Regions from separate parts of the Zea mays genome. Here region 1 is linked to region 2. A link is a contact called in public Hi-C data. All regions are on one chromosome and are shown on one strand. The core of a region is the stretch at or near the end of the contact, and the rest is flanking DNA. Distances in the headings are between cores, read along the strand shown.

Region 1 (5,483 bases), core at 209-2,708, 210 kb after region 2:
GCGGTCGCCGTACACGAGGCTCTCCACCGTGTCGACGCCGGTGCCCACGAGGCACGTCAGGGGCACGCCGGGCTCCGGCAGGGCCTCGACGAGCGGCCGTATCCGCGCGCGGTACGGCTCCACGCCTTCCTCGAAGCCGATGTCCCGGAGGAACTGCGTCATGTTCTTGGCGGAGTAGGAGCGGTTGTGGGCCCGCGACAGCACCAGCGTGGTGTTGCCGAACACGCTGGGCGTCGGCAGCAGCCAGAGGTTGCTCTCGGCGGTCCGCTGCTCGTCGCGGATGAGGGACGGGTCGACGAAGGGCACCCCGAGCGTGTTGCCGGAGGCGAAGGTGAGCATCTCCTGCACGGAGCCGCCCCACGGCGTGGAGAGCGTGACGAGGCGCCGCACGTGCGCCGCGCGCCACTGCGGCGGGCTGCGCGCCAGCAGCTGCAGCGCGAAGAGGCCGCCCAGGCTGTGCGCCACCAGGATCGCGGGCCTCCCGCCGCTGGCCGCGCACGCCGACTCCACCAGCAGCCTGAGGCGCTGCAGGTACGCGCTGCCCACCTGCGACGGGTGCCCCGGCCCGGCCAGCCCGTACCGGAAGTCGTACGGCGCGCCGAACAGGTCGCGGCCTTCCTCGTAGCCGGCCTCCTCCAGCGTGCTCGCCAGAGTGTTCATGTACCCCGTGAGGAGCCTGCACGTAGCACGCGTCGATTGTTCGTCGTCAGGTCTCAGGTCACGTCATCGACCGATGACACTTGGAACTCACCGTAGCATATATAATAAGCTGAGCGAATGGAAATGGTTGCTTTGGGTACTTGAGATTGGGGTCGAGGTCCTCCGCGGAGGGTGGAGGTGGAGCCGAAGTCGGAGACCCTGGTCTCGACGCCGGGCGCGTTGCGGTAGTCGTCGGCGTCGGCGTCATAGGAGAGCGTCATCCGCTCGGCGAAGCACCTGGTGAGCGGCGCGACAAGCACGGAGGGGTCGAACCAGAGGCGGAACCAGCCACCGCGGCCGCGCACGAGTGGCCACACCCGGCACACCAGGCTGGACGGCTCGTAGCCCTCCGTCAGCCGCGCCTCCAGCTGGTTGCCGCCCGCTCCCGGGATCAGCACCACGGGGTGCCGCTGCAGCTGCTCCGCGGCGCCAGGCCTGGCGACCGCCCTCGCCGCCGACGACGACACGCAGAAGGACGAACTCAGCGACAGCATAACCATCAGCGCGGCCACTGCTGGCACGCGGGCCAGCGAAAGGCGCCTCCCCACGTCCATGATCCTACTTGTTGCTTTTGGATCAGGTGGTCACTGCTACTTGCTAACTTTGTTGTGTGGTGACGGACGGTGCTCTTGGAGCCTACTTACTGATTGGCGATAATGCTACTTGGATCCCTTGGAGCCGCTCAAGAAGGCCCGCGGTAACGGTAGTGGTTACGTCGTCCTTGCTTTGCAGCAGTGGGTAGAGGCAAGGCAAGCGCGTCCGTCCGTCCGGATCGAGCTTGTGCCATCGTAATTATTCCGTGGTTACGCGATGACAGCGACTAATGTCCCTGTACCGTAACTTGTACGCGGTGCGTGTAGACTTGGAGGGCCCTGCTGTCGCCGGGTCTGGGGCTCGGGGCTGTCGGTCACGCGATCCCGGCGGTTGAGGCTATCCGCAACGCAACCGTTACCCCTAAATTTTTCCCCTATATAACTTTTCCTCCCTATTTTTTCCCCTATTTTTTCATCTCCCGCAGCAGTTCCCCCTAAATACTCCCTATACCCCACTACAACTATAAAATATCATTTTCTATATTAACTATCAATTTTTTATCTACTAACAATTACTCGTGGACCCACAACACAGTGTTTAAGGTGATGAACAGTGACACGCTAGATCTGGGGGGAGAGAGAAGGGTGCCGACGCGTAGGGGGTGCTGTAGGGGGCACCGCTGCGGCCGTAGGGTGCCCCCTACAGACGGCATGCAAGGGGAGGGGGATCGCTAGCTGTGACCGCTGCGCACAGCCTGAGGCTATCCGCAACCGTTACCCCTAAATTTTTCCCCCTATATCACTTTTCCCCCCTATTTTTCCTCCTATTTTTCCATCTCCCGCAGCGGTTCCCCCTAAATACTCTCCTTATACCCCACTACCACTATAAAATATCATTTTCTATACCAACTATCAATTTTTTATCTACTAACAATTACTCGTGTACCCACAGCACAGTGTTTAGGGTGATGAACAGTGACACGCTAGATTGAGGGGGAGAGAGAGAAGGACGACGGGCTAGGAGGCACCGCTGCGCGTGTGGAGCGCCCACTGCACGCGCCATGCAAGGGGAGGGGGCTGCATAGGGGCAGCCTTTGCGGTCAGTCTGAGAAGCACGTACCGGCTGCCTTCGATCGCCGGACAGGATCGGGCCGGGGGACGCGACAAAGGACAGGAACAGGGACAGGCGCTGGGCTTGCTTGTTTTGAATCCATGCGCTTCCTTGGATCCAAACATTGCCGAACTGGGCCGCTACGGCTAACCTCTGTGCTGGACTGCTGGATATGGGCCTCATCTGCTCACTACACATCGTAGGCTTCCGACGGGCCTACACGGATTCTGTACGGAGTTTGGAATATTTCTGCTTTTTTTTTCTTCTTTGTTTCAAGAGAAATGTTTATTCTACCACCTATTTGTTCGTTTTTTTTACTTTGTTTCAAGTAAACGTGCCCGTGACACAGGAATGAACGTCTTTGGTCTGCCCTCTGCAGGTGATCCATGCGCTCAAGCATTTCTTTGTTTTTTAATTATACCGTACTCGTATTAGTTGCAACATTAGGTTTGCACGTACACAACTTTTTACTATTTGTTATGAATCTCGATTAACGTGGCTTTTGAATAGCTAGCTTGCATGTTTTTTGGGTGCTCGCTGAAATGCTTGACGTGACTGCTTCGTTCTCCAGGAAGTGGTAGCAACTTGCCACTGTACGTACATCCACGTGGCTGCAGCTGTTATCTTGTATCTGTAGTTCTGTACACGGCGCAGTACACCTGTACCGTACACAAGACGTCTCTTGCTACTAGCAACGAACTGGGAAAATCATCAAAGCCGTGTGGCCGTGTCCATTGACCTCAACTCCAGGATATAATCCTGTATAGAATACTCGCTCTGTTTTTAAATTATAGAATATTTTTATATTTCTAAATAAATTAAAATATCTTCTCATAATTAAAAAAACACAAAGAAGCAACGCACTACCCTTGATTCTCTCCTCACGGCGACCGACTGACTCCGTCGATCCATGCGACTTGAAAGAGTCGACGCAAGCAGGTAGCAGGGACTCCCGCCCGTCTGACTTGAACAGGCCAAACCAAGACCCCAAGGTCACAACATGCCGTGCCAGACAGCCTCGTGAGTTCAGTCACGCGCAACCAACGAGAACGAGACGGGCATCGGTCAGAACTCAGGTACTCCCTGCTGGCAGCTGCGTCCGTAGCCATCCAGACAAGCCACTCGCCGGAGAACGAGTCGCATGTCCTCCACCTATATAACACTACATCAGAGCCCCAGCTACTGGAGATCGGAGGTTCGGATTCGGAGTGTACCACTTCCAGGTGCCACACTGCCACCCACCTCGCTCCCGAGAGCAGAGCTACGACGTGCAAGACAGCGAGAAGCAACCCGTACGTACGTTTGATCCCTCGAGGCCAGCAGACCGTACCATGGCGGCGGCGGTGACGGCGAGCAGGGGGACGCGCGCGCTGGCCATCTTAGGGCGGTGCGTGCGCGCGCCGTTCCGCGCCCTGGTCCGCGCGCGGGACCTGTACGTGAGCCGGATGGCGGCCTGCGCGGGGGGCGGCGGCGGCCGGGGAGGCCTGGCCCCCGTGGGGCTGGTGGCGATGCCGCGGTGCCAGAGCCACGGGTTCTACCGCTCGGCGGCGGGCGGTGGCACCGACGAGGACGTGCGGGAGCTCATCAGGGCGGCCTCCCGTGCCGGCCCGCCCAGGGCCCCCGCCGGCGTCGGGCCGCGGAGCCAGAGCGTGGCCATCGGCCGGATCGACGAGGACCGGCCGTGCGAGTTCGGGCTGGGCGAGGAGGAGAAGGCGCAGGCGCTGATGGGGCCCAGGAGCAAGAGCTGCGCCGTGGGGCCGTCGTCCAGGACGGCGGCTCGTAGGGCTGGCGTCGCCGTCGCGGCTTAGCTTAATAAATCCAACGCCGGCCGGCCGACGTTGCATTGCACCAGAAAATCCGCGTGCGCTGTACTAGTACCACAACATAAAATCTGCTGTTTTGTGATAAAAAAGAAACGCGAAAAATACGTGCGTCCGTCTGTGGGTTGCTTAATTCAGTACAGATTTCGGCTCTGCAGCTGTCCATGTTCATCTACTGTCCAGTGTTGTATTTATATATTATTGACATATTGTGTACCACCAGTAGAGAAGCTGAAAAAAAGAGAGCTATATACCATGAGTCAAGGACCAAAAAGGCCCCGTCTCCCCGGTGTCTCGGTGCCGACTGATGTCTGCATTTTTCAAAAGATCGGGCAAAACCATGTCGGGTGCACGTGACATGTCCCCGGCCGTGAAGTCGATTGAACGCCGCCGATCGTGAAGTATGCGATGCGACCATGAGAGCTTGTTGTTGTGTCCTTCGTTTGCGCCGGCATATGTTGACGCAATCTTCTTGGACCGAAAAAAAAAGGGTCATTTTTTTTACTTCGATAACGGGCGGCGAAATCTGCATGCTGCCGCCCGTCCAGTCCAGTGATCTTTGACTCCGTTTCTCGTCCATGCAGGAGCTTTATGATTTCCATGACTGAACCAATAGTTATAATTATAGATTTAAGGCATGTTTGGATCACCGCTCCGGTTTCCACGCCGCGCCACAGTTGTGGCGGCCGTATCGGCCGCCGCACCTTAGGCTTGATGTGGCATTGGAGGTCAGACCTCCAAACAGGCCCTTAATATGAAAGGGAATGAAGGCCGACGTTGACTCCAGATGCGGGTTCAGGACCGCAGCATGTCTCGGACCAGTCTAGTAGTCCTCGAATGCATTTTTTAATGTCGGCGGAGCCAGGATTTAGACTGGATATGATATAAAAAATTTATACTAGCCAAAAAATAAATTGTATATATATATATATATATATATATATATATATATATATATATATATATATATATATATAATGGCACATATAAACATCATTTAAACATGATAATTATAGTTTAACGTAAAACTGCCTTAACTAATAAATAACTGAATCCGTGGCTGACCATGCCGTGGAAGCCTCAGAAGGCAAGCAACAAGCCAGCAAGCATGGATGCGGCACCGGCGTGCCACCTCCCATCGCTCGTGGTCGCTGATCCGCCATCGTGACCGCTCGCCTCGATCCGCCGCTCGTAAGCACGTCTGGTCTACCGTTGCTCATGCAGCGCCGCGGCTCGCACACCCGCCGACGCCGACGCCTTCTGATGCCTGTGAGCCGCCACGCCAAAACTCTAGCTAGCACACGTTACTACTTGGTCGCA
Region 2 (4,879 bases), core at 2,103-4,602:
TATATATACTAGGAGCACCGAGGAGCTAGTACGCACTTGCATTGCATTGGCCTCAGAAGGGCAAAATACCAGCCAGACAAACTCACTCGCCGCTCCTACCACCCACGCGCCGATCAAAACATTTGTGTGTGCAGTCCTAAATTTGATGCACATATATCAACACGCATGTATCCATAGATCTCGAGTCATCCCGTCCAAGACCAAAAAAAAAAAACGTTTACAGCACATGCTAGTACGTTTTTTTTGTTTTTGCTTTGCCTCTACGAGAAATCAACTATATATATATATATATATACACAGTACGTCCCTAGAAGGTCGTCCGCGCGAACAAAATGTGCTACAAAAGAAAACAGAGAAAAATGGCCAAGTTTCTTTTGCCAACTCTCCCGCAGTGACATATACACTCCATCAGTTCTTTTTTATTTATCGACATTTAATTCTAAAATAAATTAGCAAAGATGATAAATATTTGAGAACATAAGTAATATCAATTAAACATAAAAGGCATGTCCTGCGCCAAGGAGTGGACCCTATATTTTATCTCGCCCTAGACAAGCACTGTACGTTTTATTTATGCGTGACCTCAAAGTTATATCTAAAATAGTACTACTAGACTACAGCGCCACGCACCAGATCGCTATACAAGTATAAGTAACAGGCAAGGAGCTAGCTGGGCCCCGCCCGCCCGCCCTCCGCTAGAATCTGAGCGCCTCTTTGACCGAGATCACGACCGCCCCCAACAATGAGAGAGAAAGAGCTCCGGGACAAACCCCGACTAGGCTGATGCGACTGCGAGCCTAATCGGGCATTAAACAAAACCCCCCGTGCTCGTGATGCTCCGCGGAGGTCACGTGAGCCGGCCCGGCCCGGCCTGGCCGTGCCCCTTGGGCCATCGAGACGGCTTTTCTTTTTTCTTTTCAACCGCGGCAAGTACTGTACGTCGCGGAGGCGCGTAAACAAAGCGTGCGCGGGTTTTGATTCCGTTTTCTTTGCCCCCCCCCTCTCTTCCCTTCTTTTTTTTTTACCGTCGCGTGAGAATAGCATAGATGGGAATGAGTTTGGTGGGTGGGGACTGGGGACTGGTAGAGAGGGAGAGAGAGGCGGAACAGCTGGCATGCGCGTGTGGTGTGTGTGCACGAGTATTTATTTTGGATCATAGCGCCCCCTCCCCTCCCACCGCACTGCTGTGTGTTGTTTATGCCAGGCGCTATGATTATGTCATGTGGCGAAGATTTTTAGGCCGCTCCGTTGTTTTTTTTACCACGCGGTTAACACAGACAGAAGTTAAGCCGCGTTACTGTTACTGCTGGGGACGAGTTCATTGTCCAGCTAGCGGCTGGAAAAGTCGATGTGGCTCAAGGCCCCTGCTGCTGGAGTGCCCAAGACTGTGAGAGCTGTTAGCCAAGATGTGTTAACTTTTTTTTTTGTTGCAGCACTAAAAACCGCTTGGTACCGTTGGGTGATCCAGAGTTGACCCCGTAGCGTCGTAGAGCCGAGGCCACTACTTATTACTTACTGGTCAGTCGCGCGGAGACATTCCCTCGCGTACTTACTGATAGGCAAGTTACCGATGCGATGCCATTTTACTCCAGGTAAACAAAAAAAGAAGAAGAAGCTCACAGGCCAACCACCACGGGTCGACCGATGAACGGCGCGCGCCCAGGATTAGGATACTGTACTCTGCTCCAATCTAGCAGTAGCATCGATGTAGCGGTTGTAATAACCACGACGTCCATTGTTGGGGGGGGGGGGGGGGGAGGAGGCTGAACTGAACTGATGAAAATGCACGCGGCCCCGGCGGTCGTCGGGACGGGAGGACGCCGCCGCCCAGCCTCGCGTATACTATTTGGGACTGGACTGGAGTACCAGGGACCGAGCAAGCGGGAGCTGAGCTGATGTGCCTTGACTGGATCACGTCTTGACGAAGCCGTGTCGGTTCGATCGATTCGGTACACGATGGAATGCGTCGTCGCCACGTGCGAAGCACATGCCCGCCCGCACAGTCATATAAGTATGGAGGGGAGAGAATAGAGGATAACACTTGCATCCGAGAGAGCACTCGCATCCGATCATTTTTGTGGAGCAGAAGCATTACAATATTTATGATAAATTTCATATATAGACTCCAGAAGACACTACACTCTTTTTTAAAAAACCAAACATTTAGAAAATAAAATTGAGTCGCTCTGTTCTACTCTGCTTATTAACGAAACACATCCTTAGTTTCGAGCTGGTCCAGAGCGCGTGCAACCCCAATCCTTTGCCGCGTTGCTCCAAGCCGCAAAGTTAGCTACGGCGCGTGTTGCACTGCACGAGACGCGCGCGCGCGCACACACGCAAACTGGGTTGCGATATACATACAATACTAGAGTAATTGCGTGGCCTACGAGTCTACGACTCGCGACCTAATCTCCAACAGCAAGCGGCTGCAGGGGCCCGGGCCGGCGGAATCCAGCGCCAATAATTCGCTATGGCTATAGATCGTGTCACCGCCTTACTGATGATCTAGCGCGCGGTGTCCCCTGTGACTGTGTAAGGCAGGCGGGGCAGCCGGCCGGCCGGCAGCACCACTGGCTCTACCGAGAAATCCCCACACTGTGTGAGCAGTGCCCTGAGGCCTGAGAGGGCTTCCTTGTACAGCTACAGTGCCTGTGTGGTGTGGCAGCATGCATGGTTTGGTTTGGGATCGTTCTTCGAAAGCTCCGTGGAACCGAGTCCGAGTGGTGAGTGGTGAGTGGTGACAGGAGACGGTGAGAGGCCGAGAAGGGTCACACTTTGGGAGTAGGCGTATACATCACCTTTCAGCGGCCCTGTCCCGAACATGGAAACAGGCAATAACGTCCCCATCTAACATGTACCATCGAAATCCCAATCCTGTGTGGTAACATCTCTCGCAACACTTTACCCTGCAAAGATGCCTCCCCTCCTCAATTGGCAAAACGGTAAAAATATCAGATGGCCATCAAAGACCCCCCTTCTTTTTTACCGCAGTGGCAAGAACCAAAGGGCAAAGGATAGCTCTCTCCTAGTCCTGGCCAGGCTACTACCACCGATACCATCCACCATGTTTTACCGTCTCTCCCTCCTCTGCACCGCCCTCATCCAATTCTGCTGGTAGGGTGAAACGGAAACGCCCCTAAAATTTTCACCGCACTTACCTATTTTATCCTGCCGCCCCACTCCTCCAGCTACTACTAGTAGCTGTCTTTACTGCGCCTCCCCTCCTCTCGCCGTGCCTGCGCCTGCCTCCAAAAGAAAAACCAGCCTGGTTTCCCGAGCGCAGGCCGCAACCACCCCTCCCCACGGCCCCCGTAAGTAAAACCCAAGGCCACCACCATGCACCCACCGAGCACACATACACACTCACCAGCAGGCAGCAGCAGCTAGCCAAGCTATACCACTAGAACCAGAGCACAACTCAAAGCAATGCCGCCGCCTCCTCCTCCTCCGCCCCACTCCCACGCTTCCCATCCCGCGCCGCATGGACGCGAGCAGCACTAGCGCGGGGGCACACAGCACGGCGAGCGGGCGGGGGCGCGACGATGGACCTGGGCGGGTCGGTGGTGATGGACGCGGGCGCCTCGGAGCTGGGCCTGCTCGGCGGCGGATCTAGCAGGCTGCTCAAGCACGGGCGGGGGCCCAATGCGGCGGGGGGAGACGACGACGTGTGGGGCGGCGGCAGGGCCAAGCAGCCCAGGACAGGGACAGCGCCCGTCGTCGCCGGGGACGTGGCGGCTGCCACCAAGGCGGCGGCGGCGCCGTTCCTGCTGGGCTCGTGCAGTCCCGGCCACGGCGGGGAGCAGATGCTCAGCTTCTCGTCCGCCGCCGCCGCCGCCGCGGCCTCGTGCGCCTCCTCCACCGCTGCGGCTGATGGCGGCGGGGCCATGCCGCTGTACTACGGGACCCCGGCCTCTTGCTCAGGTGAGCGCGAGCACGGCGACGGCGTACCCGTGCTACTGCTTGTTGTGGCGGTGCCGCTTGCTGCTGCAAAGCTTACTTCTTTTTTTCCCGTTGCTTGTTGATTGGATTTTGGTGATTGAAAAGCTTGCTATCCACTTCTTCTCCAGTATTATTGCTTTTCGGTTCGATTCGATTCACCCTGCTTTCTCTCTTTGCTCTTGGTCTCGTAGCTACAGATTTATTTATTTTTACTTGGTTATGTCTACTGACTGACTACTGCTTATCCTTAAGCTGATCTGTGCCCTCTTCCGTTTCTTCTCCTCTTCTTCTTTCTTCTAGCTTCAGTTATTTAGTGCATCTACTCTAGATTCATGGGGTTTTCATGACCAGTGTTGACTCTTTTAACCTGCCAATGATCTTTGTATGGGGTTTTCCTCTCTCTTTTCGTCTTCTGGAGATTTAGATTAGTGACGACTGTAAAAGTTCTTCCACCTCTGGAAAAAAGAAATGGTTTTAAATAGTATTTTAAAAAAAGCTTTATTGAATCATCCGTGATATGTATCGACATAAGTTTGCACTTCTTTTTGCTGACATCCGCCAACGCTTTTCTTGTCCTCAACGGCGCCGCGATCGTGTGGATTCCTTTTTGTCACGCCGCCTGCTGATAATACGACTACTAGTTCTTATTAGAGGAAGAATGAAAAAGAATGGCGTGATCTACCTCGGACCTATACCTTCACCCCTTTCTCACTCAGAAACCTAAAAACCAAGAAACAGCTAAAAGAGCATGAATGCACGCAAGAAAGTCTCAAGAATACAATGGAGCCTCGCGATTCAAGTTCACTGTCGGGACCCAACAGTGTGGTCCTTGGTCGGCTTGCTATGGACATCACCTATAAATCTGTGCTGCTTATCAGGTTTCTGATCCTTGCATGCAGGCGCTCCGTTCCAGGTTTTTGTGTCTTTTTTTGCTTGCCTT

The links. Hi-C and Micro-C count contacts between places; a contact is called where the count stands out from the background.
Region 1: a Hi-C map of leaf shows a contact between it and region 2, with 8 times the contacts expected there. The contact joins the promoter of LOC103643956 here to the promoter of LOC100285734 in region 2. A contact is called at or near these places in 4 of 25 Hi-C or Micro-C datasets (bundle sheath, endosperm and leaf).

What each region holds. Positions count from the first base shown.
Region 1 is chr1:279,102,847-279,108,329 of Zm-B73-REFERENCE-NAM-5.0, forward strand. It overlaps LOC103643956 (lecithin-cholesterol acyltransferase-like 1), which reads right to left and starts at 1,459. Exons shown (of 3, transcript XM_008667126.4): 1 at 822-1,459; 2 at 801-820; 3 at 1-676. The coding sequence starts at 1,253.
Region 2 is chr1:278,895,530-278,900,408 of Zm-B73-REFERENCE-NAM-5.0, forward strand. LOC100285734 reads left to right here and starts at 3,353. Exons shown (of 4, transcript NM_001158625.1): 1 at 3,353-3,921. The coding sequence starts at 3,543.